Regions from separate parts of the Mus musculus genome. Here region 2 is linked to region 1. The links are chromatin contacts, called in public promoter capture Hi-C maps. All regions are on one chromosome and are shown on one strand. The core of a region is the stretch at or near the end of the contact, and the rest is flanking DNA. Distances in the headings are between cores, read along the strand shown.

The links. Promoter capture Hi-C pulls out the DNA fragments that hold promoters and counts their contacts.
Region 2: a promoter capture Hi-C map of hippocampal neurons shows a contact between it and region 1, with 2.4 times the contacts expected there. The contact joins the promoter of Trim29 here to the enhancer-like site in region 1. A contact is called at or near these places in 12 of 39 promoter capture datasets (the 3T3-L1 cell line, 3T3-L1-derived adipocytes, cranial neural crest and 7 more), 1 of 15 datasets of contacts at CTCF or cohesin (the NIH/3T3 cell line), 9 of 484 Hi-C or Micro-C datasets (the G1E-ER4 cell line, Th2 cells, embryonic cerebral cortex and 6 more), 1 of 115 datasets of contacts at active chromatin or transcription factors (embryonic stem cells) and 3 of 9 other capture datasets (adipose tissue, liver and macrophages).

Annotation. Positions count from the first base shown.
Region 1 is chr9:43,148,846-43,155,757 of GRCm38.p6, reverse strand. The region is part of intron 3 of Pou2f3 (POU domain, class 2, transcription factor 3); the gene reads left to right. Among named protein-coding and RNA genes, the nearest start is that of Tlcd5, 36 kb to the right of the region's middle. Within about 2 kb of position 5,482, at least 32 of the 459 cell types and tissues checked have an H3K27ac peak or open chromatin away from gene starts, as enhancers often do. A contact at or near this core is called in hippocampal neurons, where this site is marked.
Region 2 is chr9:43,305,849-43,313,137 of GRCm38.p6, reverse strand. Trim29 (tripartite motif-containing 29) reads right to left here and starts at 2,375. Exons shown (of 9, transcript NM_023655.2): 1 at 1,459-2,375. The coding sequence starts at 2,262.

The DNA of each region.
Region 1 (6,912 bases), core at 4,233-6,732:
GTGAGACCTAACCTCAAATGGAAGACAAGACCCTCACCTTTACTATAGGGCTATTCTAAAGGATGAAAATTACCCAGGAATAGCCACTTATTTCATTCAGTGCTCTGACTTTTTTTTAGGACAAGCTTTGAAGTTACTACAAAATACCAGAGAAAATCCCATTCAGATTTTTTGGAACTTATTTTGAAACAGACTTTTACCGCTCAACCCAGGTTACGTTGGAACTAGTGATAGTGGTCTCCCTTCTGGACACAGAACCCCCTCGCTTGGCTTTCACTTTCGTAACCCAGCCACATATACCTATAGTGGTTCAAGGCTCCCAAGACTGTGCAGGGGAAATACGATGGAGCAGCTCACGGCGTGGTACAGAGAAAGGATGGGGAGGGTGGTATGGAGGTGAAGGGTCCAAACTGTCAGTGTGACTGTGCCCTGCCTAGCTGTGTGGCATTGGGCATGTTGTCTATGCTCTCTGAGCTTTAGTTACCAAAGCTGTAAACATATGAGAAGATGGTTTCAAACTTAAGGGCATTGCTGTTGAGAATGATGAGCTGAGTGTGCATGCCTGTGCATGCGTGCTCGTGCACGCACACACACACTAAACAATTAATTTTGAGAAAATTAAACTTACTTTTCTCATTAATTGTTTTTGATGAGACTCCTTGTTAAACTTCTTTTGTTTAGTCTTGAAAATGCTATTAGTCTTCAAGGTGCTTGAAAAATATTGTCTGTCTTTCCCCAGCAGAGATAGCTATCCTGTGGAGTGCTTCATATTCATACATTGGTGCTGCTCACATGCATGTACCCAGAAGGCTGGATACCTGCCCCACCCCCATCAATTTCATATGGAACCCACTTCACCCTACCTACCCCACCCCACCCCAGCTACCAACATCCACAGATCCACAGTAAGATGAAGCCAGTCTGAGCAGAGCTCTCTCCTCCTCCTCCTCCTCCTCCTCCTCCTCCTCCCCCTCCTCCTCCTTCTTCATTTCCTCCTCATAATGCAAGAGGGAAAAACAAATACTATGCTCCAAAAGCTTAAATGTGTATACAAGAGTCAAGGATGGAGACCGCTAGTCCCCTCATCTGTGCTGAACCTCACCCTGAGTTCTAATCCAGAACTCAGTCGGGTGTTTTCTTGGTGCTAAACCTCAGCAGGGCAACAGGGCTGAGTCAGGCTCCTTTCAGTTATTATTGGAGCCAAGTGAGGCAGCAGTATGAATGGCAGAAATATAGGCAGCAGAGCCAACAGAGCACTTCTCATAGCAGGTCACTTCCACTGTCTGGAGTTCTATCTGTAAAGTAAACCCTTCCAGCATGTCCTTCTAGCTCTGATGAAGAAGGAAGAGAAGCCATACTTCCCAAATACCCTCCATGTACCTGGTACACTGTACCCCCCCCCCCACATGTCTTAAAGAGTCTGTAACCCAGTGACTCCATCACACACAGTGAGTCAGGATTATGGAGAAGGGCTTCGGAGTCAGACAGGCTTGGGCTGAAGTTGCAACGCCATTATCTGCCTGCGATGTGACTTTAAACAAGTTTCTTAAGAGCACCAAGCCTCAGTCTTTTCATTTGTTAAATGGGTCCAGTAATAATGAAAACACTCTTGCAAGCCTACTCCTGCTCTCTTTTACATGTGATAAACTTCTTAAGTAGTTTACATCCAGCATCTTTCCCTTCTTTTATGGAGGAATAATCTTGGTCTGAATAAACATTGAGGCTGGAGGTGGTTTACACCTGTAATCCTAGCACTGCAGAGACTGAGGCAGCAGGACTGAGTTAGAGGTAGCCTGAGCTACATAATGAGACCCTGTATCAAGAGGAAGGAAGGGAGCAAAGGAGAGAAGAAGAGAAGAAAAATGAAAGCAAAAAGCTGCTTGTGGTTGCTTATGCACCTGAAAGGCCGCAGCAGGACAATTGCTTCAAATTCCAGGCTAGCCTGATCTACATAAAGAGATCTTGTCTTAAAAGGGAGAAGGAAGACTGAGAGGAAGTAGTAGTTAGATGCTGGAAGCCCAGCCCGGAGTGGTCACTGCACTTGTTTCCCATCTTCCCAGTTCTGATTGGAACAGCGAATTCCTTCCATGATAAGCAGCCCGGGCACCGTGACGACATGCTGCACTCTCTACACTGACTCCCCCAGGAAAACCCACGGAGCTAAGAAATAGTTCTCATAGGATTGTGTTCATCTTTTCCCGCCAGCTCACCTCTTGCCTCATCTAGGGGCAAACAGCCCTCTAGACTCCAGAGACATCCAAAAGCCCCCTGTGGTACCTCTCCTTGACTAAAGATGTGAAGCAACCACTGCCCTCTGGTCTATCAGGGTGGCCACCAAGAGAACCAGGAGACGCTAGCGAAAAGGGGATCAGAGAACCAGGGCAAGCATCCATGTATATAGTTTCAGACAGTGGTGTCCCAGGTGGCTATATAGCAGCGCTCTGCTCACAATTGTCCATGTCCTGGACCACAGGAAACACCAGCTAGAACAGGGCTTCTCTGAGGGCAGAGCCCCCATTCCGTTTAGCACCAGTACTGCAGGGTCCTGTGTCCTGCTGCCGAAGATTCAGGAACATGAAAGAAAAGTCTCTTGCCTTTCTTGAGGAGATGCAGGCAGAACAAGCAGAAAACACCAGACTCTCCTATCAGAAAGCTACTTGGTGGTGGTGGTGATGATGACAATGATGGTGATGATGGTGATGGAGGATGGGAGATTAGATGGGGGTAGAACATGGAATGCCACATCTGTTCATCAGAGGATCTAGGGCAGAGGATAAGGCTCTCACTTGGTTGGTAGAGTGTTTGCTTAGCAGTCAGGAATCCCTGAGTGCCATCCGGAACACCACATACATTTGACAAGGTGGTCCACACTTGCAACTCTAGCACTTAGGAGGCACAAGTAGGAAAATCAGAAATTCAAAGCCATCCTCCATTACCTATCTAGTTTGAGGTCATCCTGGGATATGTGAGACACTGACTTCAAACAGCAATCGAAAAACAGAAATGAAGAATCATTGACCACACTTGTCCATTGCTTTGTTGGGTAGAAGCTTGATTTTCCTCAGGGAGTTGACCCCCATTTGCACAAGAGATGAAGCAGCACGATCAAGCCAGTCCGTTGTAGGTGAGACCAAGGACTGGATAAGGCTGTTTCTGCATGTACTTCCTGGAGGTGTCTAAGTGGACCGGAGATTTGGATTCTGAGGGAGAAGCCAGGAACCCTGGAGAGGAAAGGTCTTCCCAGTAGAATCAGCCGTGTCGAGGGTATGGTTCACGCTAGAACACTTTCATGGAGTGTTTGTGGCTCAGTCCCAGTAACATTAAAAAAAAAAATAGAGGGGTTACTAAAACTCAACCTCAACCCACCTGAATGGGGTGCTTTAAACCGTATTCACTGGAGATGTGTTACCTGCCTGCCCCATGCCTTTACTTGGAATATATTTTTAGAATGTTTTCTTGAGATGCACCTTTGCCAGCTCTTAATAGATAAGCTACAGAACTCTGCCTCACTGCTCAGGAGAAACATAGAAGGAGGAGGGAAAGAGAGAGACAGAGAGACAGAGACAGAGAGAGAGACAGAGACAGAGAGAGACAGAGAGAGAGAGAGAGAGAGACAGAGAGAGAGAAGCACCACCTTGCCTGTAATTGAAGGCAGGTTGGGAGTTGTTCTGCTTTGAAACGCGCCTTCTTGTGAAATGTTTTATGAAACACTTTCCACAAACGAGTTATGCAACCAGAACAACAGCTTTGATCCTTCTCCTCGCCAGTGATGGAGTCATTAGTGCTGGACTGTTTTCCCCTCCAGAGAGGGTCATGTGACTGTGTCCTGTGTCGAGGAGCTAAAGAGAAGGACCCCCAGCCCCACCATGCACCTGTCCATCTGAGGAGGCACAAGTCAATAGCACCGCTTTGCCCATCTCTCCTGATCTACTTCTGGGATGTTTCTGTTTCTTATGTTTTCTGATAGAAGGGGTGATGAGCAGGGTCAAGCGAACATGGCCTTGAGATTTGGGGGTGTCTGGCTACGTATCTTTATATCCACATCTGAAGCTCTCCGGGCTTCTGTGAGTGAAAAGTCTCCACGTTCTCCAGGCCGAGAAGACACCAATGAGGGCAGGAAGGGGCTTCTACCTCCTTAGGAGGGCGCCTTCTGGAAGAAGACTCCTGCTTTCTAAAATAGTAAAGTCAGGGAGTTCACTTGGCTTAGAAAAGATAATCACTCACGATAGCTCTTTACCTCTCTGGTCACTGCCCAAGACTCATTACAATACCTTTGCACAGAGCCGTGGGTGGAGGAGATTCTACACCATCAAACCATCTGCTAGGTAGATGGGATGTTCTGTGCCTGCACCAGGGCAAGTGCGTACTATGGCCCCTGTCCCCGGCGATTAGCCATCCCAGCTTGAGCGCAGAGAGGCCTTTCCACTCAGGTGACAGGAACTGTCAACAAGGCCCTGGAGACCATCTTCACGGTGCTAAGCAGGCTGTGGGTTCAGTTACGTTTCCACAAGTATGAGGGGGAAACTGGGTTTTCGTCCAATTTGCCTGCGGTTCTCATCTTAGAAGTCAACGGGACCCGGTACAGGTTTCTCTATCTCATCTCGCAGACCCACAGCCAACACCCAGTTGCTTGGAAAGGTTCCAGCCTTTTCCACTCGACAGCTGTGAAAAGGGATTTTTTTTTTTTTTGGATTAGTGAGGGCTTTATTTCTTAATTTCATAGCTTTCTCAGCACCTGAGAGTGTCCCAAAAACCATGCTGGAGGCAGTACATTGGAGTGCACCTTCTCCCTGTGCCCTGCAATGCTTGTTTTTGTTTTTTTAAACCAAGGGACATCTTAGCCCACAAGCTGAGGCTCTGGAAGAAGTGTTCCTGTGTTTTTGTTTGTTTCTTTGTTTGTTTTTCAGGACAGGGTTTCTCTGTGTAGCCCTGGCTGTCCTGGAACTCACTCAGTAAACCAGGCCGTCATTGAACACGGGGATATGACTGTCTCTGCCTCCCTACTGGGACTAAAGTCTTGCACACCATCACCTGGCCTCCTGCGTTGTTTTCTTTGTTCAGGCTGTCTTCTTTGGGGGTTACTCTCAGCACTTCTTACCCAAGGGGTTGGGGGAGGGGGGAGGGAATTGTGAGAAAATGAATGACTAAAAAGACTGATGAGTGGAAAACGAGACAAATTAATCTCCGAAGAGAAACATAAGTTACCAAGACGCTCCAGCCTGCACCTTAAGGAGGTCTCTACCATCAGGCATTCTGTTTGCCGAACTGGGAGGGTGGGTGTGGCCCCCTCCAGAAGAGTGTCGGGGCATCGATCTTTGAGGCAGATGAAAGGGTGCGTTTTCTTTTATGGTGGTACTGGTTTCTGAACTTCAGCACAGCAGGAAGACCTGGCAGCGATCCTAACAGATAGCACCCAGGTTGGAGGCAGAGCGCATGCTTCCGAGCTCTGTCATAGCTACACCCCCTTATCTCTCTCCGCGGAGCATAATGAGCCTGGAAAGGAACCCAACACTTGCCTTGGAGCTGGAACTATGCCAGGCTGCTTGGGATGGCTCTAACCAGTGTGATTTCTCTCCCACCTCCACGTTCGCATGCTCTCCTCTGTCCCTCTCCTTCCCTCCTGCCTCCCTGAGCCTCTCTAGGATGGGGATACCTGAGGGCAGAAAAAGAACAGAAAGCCAAGAACCCAGAGGTATGGCAGAAAGATGGTCAAAATAGCTTTTGGAGCAGATTTGTTTTGGTGGAGGTGGTTTTGGAAGAAGAAACCATTGATTATCTAGTTTTAAAAAACCTGCTAACAAGTGTCTCAGTGGAATCTAGGTTGTTTAGACCCTCAGGACTGTGGACTGAAGCCGGGTATCAGCACTCCTGAGACGGATGGGCAGAGCTAAGGAGGCCTAGGGAGGGAACTCTAGAGACCAACCCATCTGCTGTGTCTTTTGAATTCTTAGAGTTCTCTCTGTTACCATTAGTACTATCATTTCTTTTCCTTACTTCGCTTTGCTTCAAGCTTCTAGAAGATCTCTCTGTGTGTGGGCAGTGACTTTGCAAAGTATGCTGGGAAAGCCAGCCTCTTACCAATCCATCTGTCTGTGGCTTCTCTGGGGGATCTCTTGGTAATCACTGGTCTACCACATCTACCATCTGTGCGTGTGACTAGAGTTGGCTTTTTCTGCCAGAGGGATAAGAACCACATAAGAACACCTAACAGGTGGCCTATCCATCAAGATCACATGGAAAGTTAGAGACTGAGTTAGGATGAGAAACAGGGTCCGCCTTGCTCACTGTCCTGTGTTTTCCTTACTGCCTCATCAGATCTTGTAGGTCAGAGGAAGGCATTGGGTCCCCTGTAGCTGGAGTTGCAGGCTGTTATGAGCCACCTGAAGTGGGTCCTGGTTATCAGGAATAACAGCAAATGCTGCTAATCAATGACTTATCCCTCCAACCCCATTGTTGTCTTTTAATCAATTAATGTTCTTCAGGTTCCCACTATTTAGCTCCTTCCTGTCAGTCAATGAGAATCCTTTCCCTGGTGATCAACGTTCATTTTCCACAGGGACTCAGCACAGGTTCAGATGTTAATCTCAGTTTGTTTGTTTGTTTATCTAGCTTTGTGGTTTGTTTTTGGGGGGTAGGTTTCCCCAATGTGGCCCAGGCAGTCCTTATACTGGAGACCTTCCTTCCTGCCTGGTCCTCTAGCAGTAGCGTGCACCACCTTGTCTAGCTCATACTCTCAACTCTTTGCTTGGGTCAGGCAAATACCCAACAGGAAGGATTCCTGTGTGCTTCGTGGAAGGGTGGTAGAGATGGAAGAACTGGAAACCACCAAGGGTCTCTCAGGCTCTTGTAAGGAAGGCATTCCTCTGCTTGTAGAGAGACTGCCACCCTGTCACCAAAATCATGCTGACCCAG
Region 2 (7,289 bases), core at 1,126-3,625, 160 kb before region 1:
ATGAACACAGTCTAGAGCAGTGGTGTTTGTTTGTTTGTTTGTTAAGATAGAGACTCACCAGAGGGATCTGACCCACGGGTTGAGAACCGCTGGTGTAACCCATGCCTCGGTTTCACATGGAGGGAGCTTAGTCACTGTCTTACATTTCATGACTGGCACCATCTTTACACCAGGCCTGAGACTAGTTCCCAGTGCCTTCCTTCTGTCCTGAATTCCCCAGCACAGTCCCTAAGAATGGCTTCACGCTCCCTCTCTCTTGTCTCCCATCCTGAAGCTAAAGGCCAGGATGGAGCCAGAGGACACTGGTGTCAGAGGACACTGGAGCCAGGGACAGGAGAAGCTGAAGACACCTTTGGGAGCCAAATGAAGCGTCTAGAGAGGATGTCTGAGTCTGTTTCCACCTGCGACTCAGAACCTGCTGCCCGAGGGTAGTGGCAAGCGGCACAGAGTGAGTGACCGGCAAGCATGTGATCACGGAGCTAGGTAAAGAGGAGTCCCTTGGGGTACAAAAGCTGACAAGAAAGTAAAGCCCCTGCCCTGGCCACCAGGAAGGTTTGCCCCTGGGAAGGCCACATGCTACTGGGTGAGTGAGCTCAGGAAGGGACAAGACCAGTGGCCACAGCTGGGCCTTACCCAGAATACCTTCCCCAGGTGCAGCACACCCACAAGTCTCCACTTGCCTTGCCTCTGCTCCTCCCCGTGGAAGTACCGCCTAATTGCACACAGGGAATTCACACAAACACACTTACGTAGCCCATACATAAATAGGGGCAGACACCCACATTCGCAGACACCCGTGTGCGTATAAAACACACATTTACATCCACCCACCCACACATGCTCTCGATCCAATGTTGTCCACCCACAGGCACAGACCTGTCTGCTGGAGCCACACAAACAAAGGGCACAGGGCCCAGCTGAGAGCAGAGGAGGGGATGGGGGTGGGTGGGGTGGGGTGGGGTGACTTCCAGATTAGGGCAGAGCCAGCAGCTGCAGGACTGCAAGTGCAAACCTGGAATCAGAAAAAAAGGGTACTCAGGAGCCCTCAAGTCCCCTCTTAGAGTCTTCCTGCCTTAGTATCACCTGTGAGGACAGGGGGAGGGGAGGGAGAGAGGGAGGGAGAGACAGAGAGAGACAGACAGACAGACAGAGGGAGAGACAGACAGAGGGACAGACAACAGATCAGCCAAGCAGAGAGTTCTGAATCCTTCCGTTCTACACTCCAGCCCGACTTAGGATTCATCTGGTGTGCTTTGCCTAGCGTCTAATCTTCTGTTGGCTCGAACGGGATGTCCCTCTTAAGATCGTTGGAAGTTAGAGTGACCTCTGACCCCCAGGGTGAAGATGAAGAGGAGGAAGAAATGTTTCCTAAAAGCAGAGCACCGTGAAGCCATAAGTCCCCAGTGAGGATCCAAGTGGGAGGGTTAAGGGAAGGCAGCGAGGGGCCTAGCAAGTCACCTCCTTCTCTGCCTTGGCCTCCTCCACCGTCACGGTGCTGTGGTTCTTGTGCTCCTGGAACATGCAGAGATAACAGATGCAGGTCTGGTCGGTCTGACAGAAGAGCTCCATAGTCTTGCCGTGCAAGGGACATTTTCGGGCCTCGAAGTCTCGGATGGGCTCGAGCAGCTGGTGGTCCCGGAAGGCAGCGCCCTCCAGGTGGGGCTTCAGATGCAGCTCACAGAAGGAAGCCTGGCACACCAGGCAGGACTTGACGGCCTTCTGCTTGTTGCCGATGCAGGAGTCGCACAGCACCTCCTCGGAGCCCGACTTTGCCCGCGCCAGGAGGCTGGAGTCAGCCCTGGGGTAGCTATTCCTGCGGACTTCCCCGGGCTCCACGATGGTCACCGTGGGTTTGCGGGGCTCGGAGAAAATGGACTTTCGCAGCTCCCCCTTCTCAGCAAAGGTCACAGGAGGTTTCTTGGAAGCCCCCAACTGGAGCCCCGCATAAGGGGACCTCCTGCCTTCCGCAGAGTCCATACTGAAGTAACTGGAGCCTTTGTCGTCGACAGACTCCACAAACTGGATGATAGGCCTGCGCCACTCATTGCTGGAAAATAGGCCACTCTTCCCCTCCCCTGACTTCAGGGCACTGCCCAGGGTCTTGCCCTCTGTCACCTCCCCACTGTGCCCGTTGGTTGTCTTGGTGTCCTTACTGTCTGCTTTAGTGCCATTCTCTAGGCTGCCGCTGGGACCCGGTGGGCTGCGGGTGTCCCTGGCTTCCGGGCTGGCCCCATTGCTCCTGCAGGCATCGGCACCTTCCATGGTAGGTCACTTGCTAGCCTGTGTCTGCTGGTTGGGGTCTCGTGGCAGGTGGCTTCAGCGGATGTCTCGGGGCACGAAGTGGGGCTGGCAGCCAGAGCCCAGGGACACACCTGTGGGGAGAAGGTGGGGCAGGAGGAGGAGCCATAGGAGGAGCAACCTGACAAAACGGGCCGAGAGAGACAGGCGGGGCAGAGTGGTTAATTACCTGGGCCACGCCTGCACATCCATCCCCAGCCCGGGATTTTAAAGAAGTGTTTTTTATGTCCCAGTTTTATTACTTCCCACCACTGACAACCTGTTAGGCTGCTTCATCAGATGCACTTCTGGCAGGAAGGCAGAGCCTCTGTCCACACAGGTGGGCAGGCTTTGAGGAGGTCATTGCCCCTGGGGGCAGAAGGTGAGGTGTCCGCAGAGGTTCACGGGACAGAAGGCTTCTTAATTGGGTCACACAAGCCAAATCGCCTTGTAATTTGCGGGTTGGACATCAAAAGCAAGTCTCCACCCTAGGACAGCATATTCTGAGGGAAGCTGTGGCCCAGGTCTTGTATGCACAACTGATTCTAACCAATTTGCGACTGATGTCTTGGGTATTTTACGTGTCTGAGCTTATTTAAGCCTCTCTACAATCCTCAGTCTGGCTCTCTCTCTCTCTCTCTCTCTCTCTCTCTCTCTCTCTCTCTCTCTGGTTCTCTCTCTCTCTCTCTGGTTCTCTCTCTCTCTCTCTGGCTCTCTCTCTCTCTCTCTCTCTCGCTCACTCTCTGGCTCTCTCTCTGCCTCTGTCTCTCTCTCTCTGTCTCTGTCTCTTTCTCTCTCTGTCCCCCTCGTGTGTGTGTGTGTGTGTGTGTGTGTGTGTGTGTGTGTGTGTGTGTGTGTACTCATGCCTCTGTATGTGTCTGTCTGTCCAACATCTTGCTCAATTGCACATTCCTTTTTTTGAGGCAGAAGATCTTCCTGAAGCTGGAGCTGGCCATTGGATCTGCTTGTCTCTTTCCTATCAGTGGTACTACAGACACAGGATACCACATCTAGTGTTTACATGGTGCTAGAGAGTGAATCAGGTCTTCATGCTTGCCCGGTGAACATTTCACCCACTGTGATATCTTGGAGGTCATTCCATAGGGCCCGGCCAAGAAGAGAAGGTGTGCAGGTTTTTCTGAGTCATACAAAAAAAACCTACTGTAGAGAAAGGAAAGAATCAATGTCTGGTCTCTGGGGAACACCCCCACCCCCAACCTGGCTGCCTTTGCCACCTGAGTCCCCAGCTGTGCCTTCTGACAGAGATAAAACTTAGGCACTAAGAGGACACTGACTTCAGCCCGTTACAGGCCTGGGATTATAGTCTGGGCCTTTTGAGGTTGTGAAGTTCCTTCTTCTATCCCTGGTTCTTAGAGCCACCTAAATATCTCACTAGAACATAGCTGCTGGAGGTTTTCCTATGCTCATGGCCCTAAGAAGGTGCACATGCAGGTCTTGGGTATCCCCTTAGAACAGACCAGAGCCTGCTTGGGGCCTGTGGGGCAGAGACACAGTGGCAGCGAGGGGGTGAGGGGTGGGGGTGGGGGTCCCTGGAGACCAGACATTTGACTTCCCTTTCTCGACAGGTTTTCTGGTATGAATCAGAAAAACCTACACATCTTCTCTTGGTCGGGCCCTATGGGATAACCTCCAAAATGACACAGTACAGTGTGGGACTCAGCTCTAGAGACATGAGAACTGCCAAGCTCTCTTCCTCCCCCACCCCCTAGCCAAGGACCAGAAGTTCTGTTCTTAGAGGCAACCTGGAAACTGCTCCCCCACAGAGTACAGAACTGCCCCCATTCCCCCTTGGGAATGGATGGATGGATACAGTAGAATGTGGGTGTAGCTGGAGTAGAAGGTTCTGGAGTGTGTGCAGGGGAAGGGTCTCCGTTCCTTCCACTCAAATTCAGGTTAAATCCTGGGAACCCCACCCCTTGACTCAGAAGGCTGGCAGCTAAGCCTTTGTTATCACAGCCCTGGGGAAAAGGCAGACACACTTGGCACACAAAGTAGTTAGAGGTAAGAAGAGATGTGTACTGGAAGTGGGATTGCTGACTTGTATCTGTCCTGGGGCCTCATGGGAACTCCTTTCCTTTGAACTCATGAGGCTTACCTAAGAAGAACTCATGAGGCTTTCTGGGTTGGGAAACCCAACTATGTTCCAAAAGCCAGGCCAGAGTTTGTAATGGCTTAGGGTTGTAATCCTAGCCACTTGGGGGGTAGAAGTAGGAAGATTGCCACAAGTTTGAGTCCAGCCTGGTCTACATAGTAAATTCCAGGCCAAAAATAGATAGATAGATAGATAGATAGATAGATAGATAGATAGATAGATAGATAGATGAGAGAAAGAGAGAGAGAGAGAGAGATCCAAACAAAACAAAATGAAAAAGAGAAAGGAAAAGCAGAGAAGTAAAGAGGAAACAGGAATGGAGAAGAAGGTAAGGCGGGGAAGCCAGGCCAGGTCAATGTCACTACACTGCACTCTTGCCTGAGGCCTGGGAGAAGCAGGGAGGGAAAGGAAGATGTTGTTCTGGTCTTTTGGTATAGACATGTCCCCTCCTCACCCACTGAAAGTCTCCTCATCCTAAGGGACCAGATGATGAGGACTAGAGAGGAAGAAGAGCAAGAAAAGATGGGAGGAAAGCCTTTGGGCTCCCTGCCATCCAGCAGCTGCTTCTGATCCTTAGAGTTCATACACCTGCTTCCAGAGGTCGGGGAAGTACTATGAGCCTTAGGAATAAGCAGATACACAGATGTCCAGACCCAAAAAATAAAATAAAATAAAATCTGTGGCTAGTTGGCTGGAAAAAAGAAATCAAAAGATGAATATAAGTAGAGATGGGTGGGATGGATGGTTGGATGGATGGGTAGGTGTGGGGGGCTGAATGGGTGGATTAGTGGATTGGTGGATGGATGGGTGAGTAGGTGGATGGATGAGTGGGTAGGTGAATGGATGAGTGGATGGATGGATGGATAGATGGATGGATAGATGAATAGATGGATGAATAGATGGATGAATAGGTGGATGGATGGATGGATGGATGGATGGATGGATGGATGGATGGATGGATTGGTGGATGCATGAATGGATGGATGCATGGATGGATGGATTTCTACACATAAATAAATGATAAAAAGTAATTGGAAAAGGAGGCAAAAGGAGGATAGGAGAGAGGGAGAGAGACTAGAGGGAGGAAGGAGAGATACAAACAGTTTGTAGGTGAGTGAGTGAGTTACAAAGGTTTGCTAAAGGAGACTTGGCATCTGACTGTTCCTACAAAGCCCTAGCCTGTGGAACTTGCTTCTTCCTCCCACCCTGCTATCACCATCTTGAAGTGTCAATCTGCGCCTAATACCTCAAGATGCTGACAGTACCTGGTACTCTCCTGAGTCAGTACGGGCCTGCTCCAACACATCCCAGGCCTTGGGCTGGTGGATGGATGATGGAGGTACACAGATGGACTGTAGGAAGATGGATAGATTGCAGATCCTGGAGTAAGCCATGTTCAGTTGTCCTAAGTTGGGGAGGGGAAGTAGGTTCAAGGGCCCCCATGTGCATGGGATAAAGAGCTGTCACTGTCCCTTTGACCTCACAGTTCCTGCTTCCATCCTAGCACCTACCGGTCCCACAAGAGACATCTAGCTCAGACCTGCCTGTGTTTGTTAGTGTTAGTTCATCCCCACCTACTCCTGAGTACTACTGTGTGCCTGGCATTGAGCAGGAACCCATCATACAGACTGGAATGAGTTCTTGATCTGCATTGAGGAGCTTGAAGTGTCATGGGAAAAGAGTAAAAGATCCATTCAAATTTTGGGTGAATGGCTCATAAGAGAATAAACACAAGGGGGCTTGGAATGCCCAGGGGAGGGAGAGCCCCAGGCCACTCTGAAAGTGACCCCTTGAGCAGGTTCCAGGTCTCCCTCAAAAGCACCCTCCCTAGCCACCACATAGTCTTCAGCTTCCCTAACAGAGCTGCGGAGCTGAACCAAAGAGGTGAGGCTAAAGCTGGGACTGTAACTCAGTAGGGAGGGTGCATGGCTGGCATTTATGAAGCCCTAGGCTCTGTCCTCAGCATAAACGAGCATGGCGGTACACTCCTGTAATCCCAGTACTCAGAAGGTAGGAGAGGAAGGATCAGAAGAAGTTCAAGGTCTTTCTCAGCTCCTTGGAAAGTTGAAGACTAGCCTGGGCTATGTCAAGCTCCAGCACTGAAGTGGAGGAAGTGCCCAGGTGTCCAAAGAAAGGTGACGATTCCTTCACTCCCTGAGGGTTCTCGCTCTGACTCTACACTTGTGCCCACGCAAGGGCCTAACGACAGCCAAGCACCTATCATCCTTCTACAGCCTAGAAAAAGTCACTGCATGATGGTCCTCTAAACCTGTGTCACACACAAACTGCAAAAGACTCCCAAGGACCAAAGCAGAAGGATCTTTGTATTTTAAAAAGCCTTGAAAGGAAAAGGAACCTTGCCTGGCCTTCTCAGTCGTTCATTGCCTGTCTTATTCTGCCCTCCCTCTGGTCCTCCTTAAAGCCTATCATGCGATTTAAGTGCTGGATCTGAGAAGGGTTAGGACGCTGAGCTGTGGCTTCCAGAGAAGAGTTCTTATGGAACAGGGACGATTTCTGTGTCTTCCTTTGGCTGTCTCAGGACAAATGCCAGTCTGCCCTGTCTGCCAACCTCCACTGGGCTGCCTATTCCCACGCCCACCAGCCGCTGACCCTGGACTCCTCTCAAAGCCCTTTCAAGAGGAAGCTTGAAGCTGGTCCCCCTCCTGATTCAGCGGGTGGAGCAACCTCCTCCGCCTACTTCTGGTGGCCTGACTGCTTCTGACTCTGCCTCTAACTCTCCTGTCATAAAAGAGGAAATTCCTTAAAAGGAAAGGGCTCCTCTGCCTTCCTGGGAACCCAGGGTGGGAGGGGAGTGGCCACGGGGCCCATTCTCCTGTCTCTGGACAAGACTCTCCCTAGAAAGTCTTTTATGTATGTGTCTCTTAAGGGATGACAGACC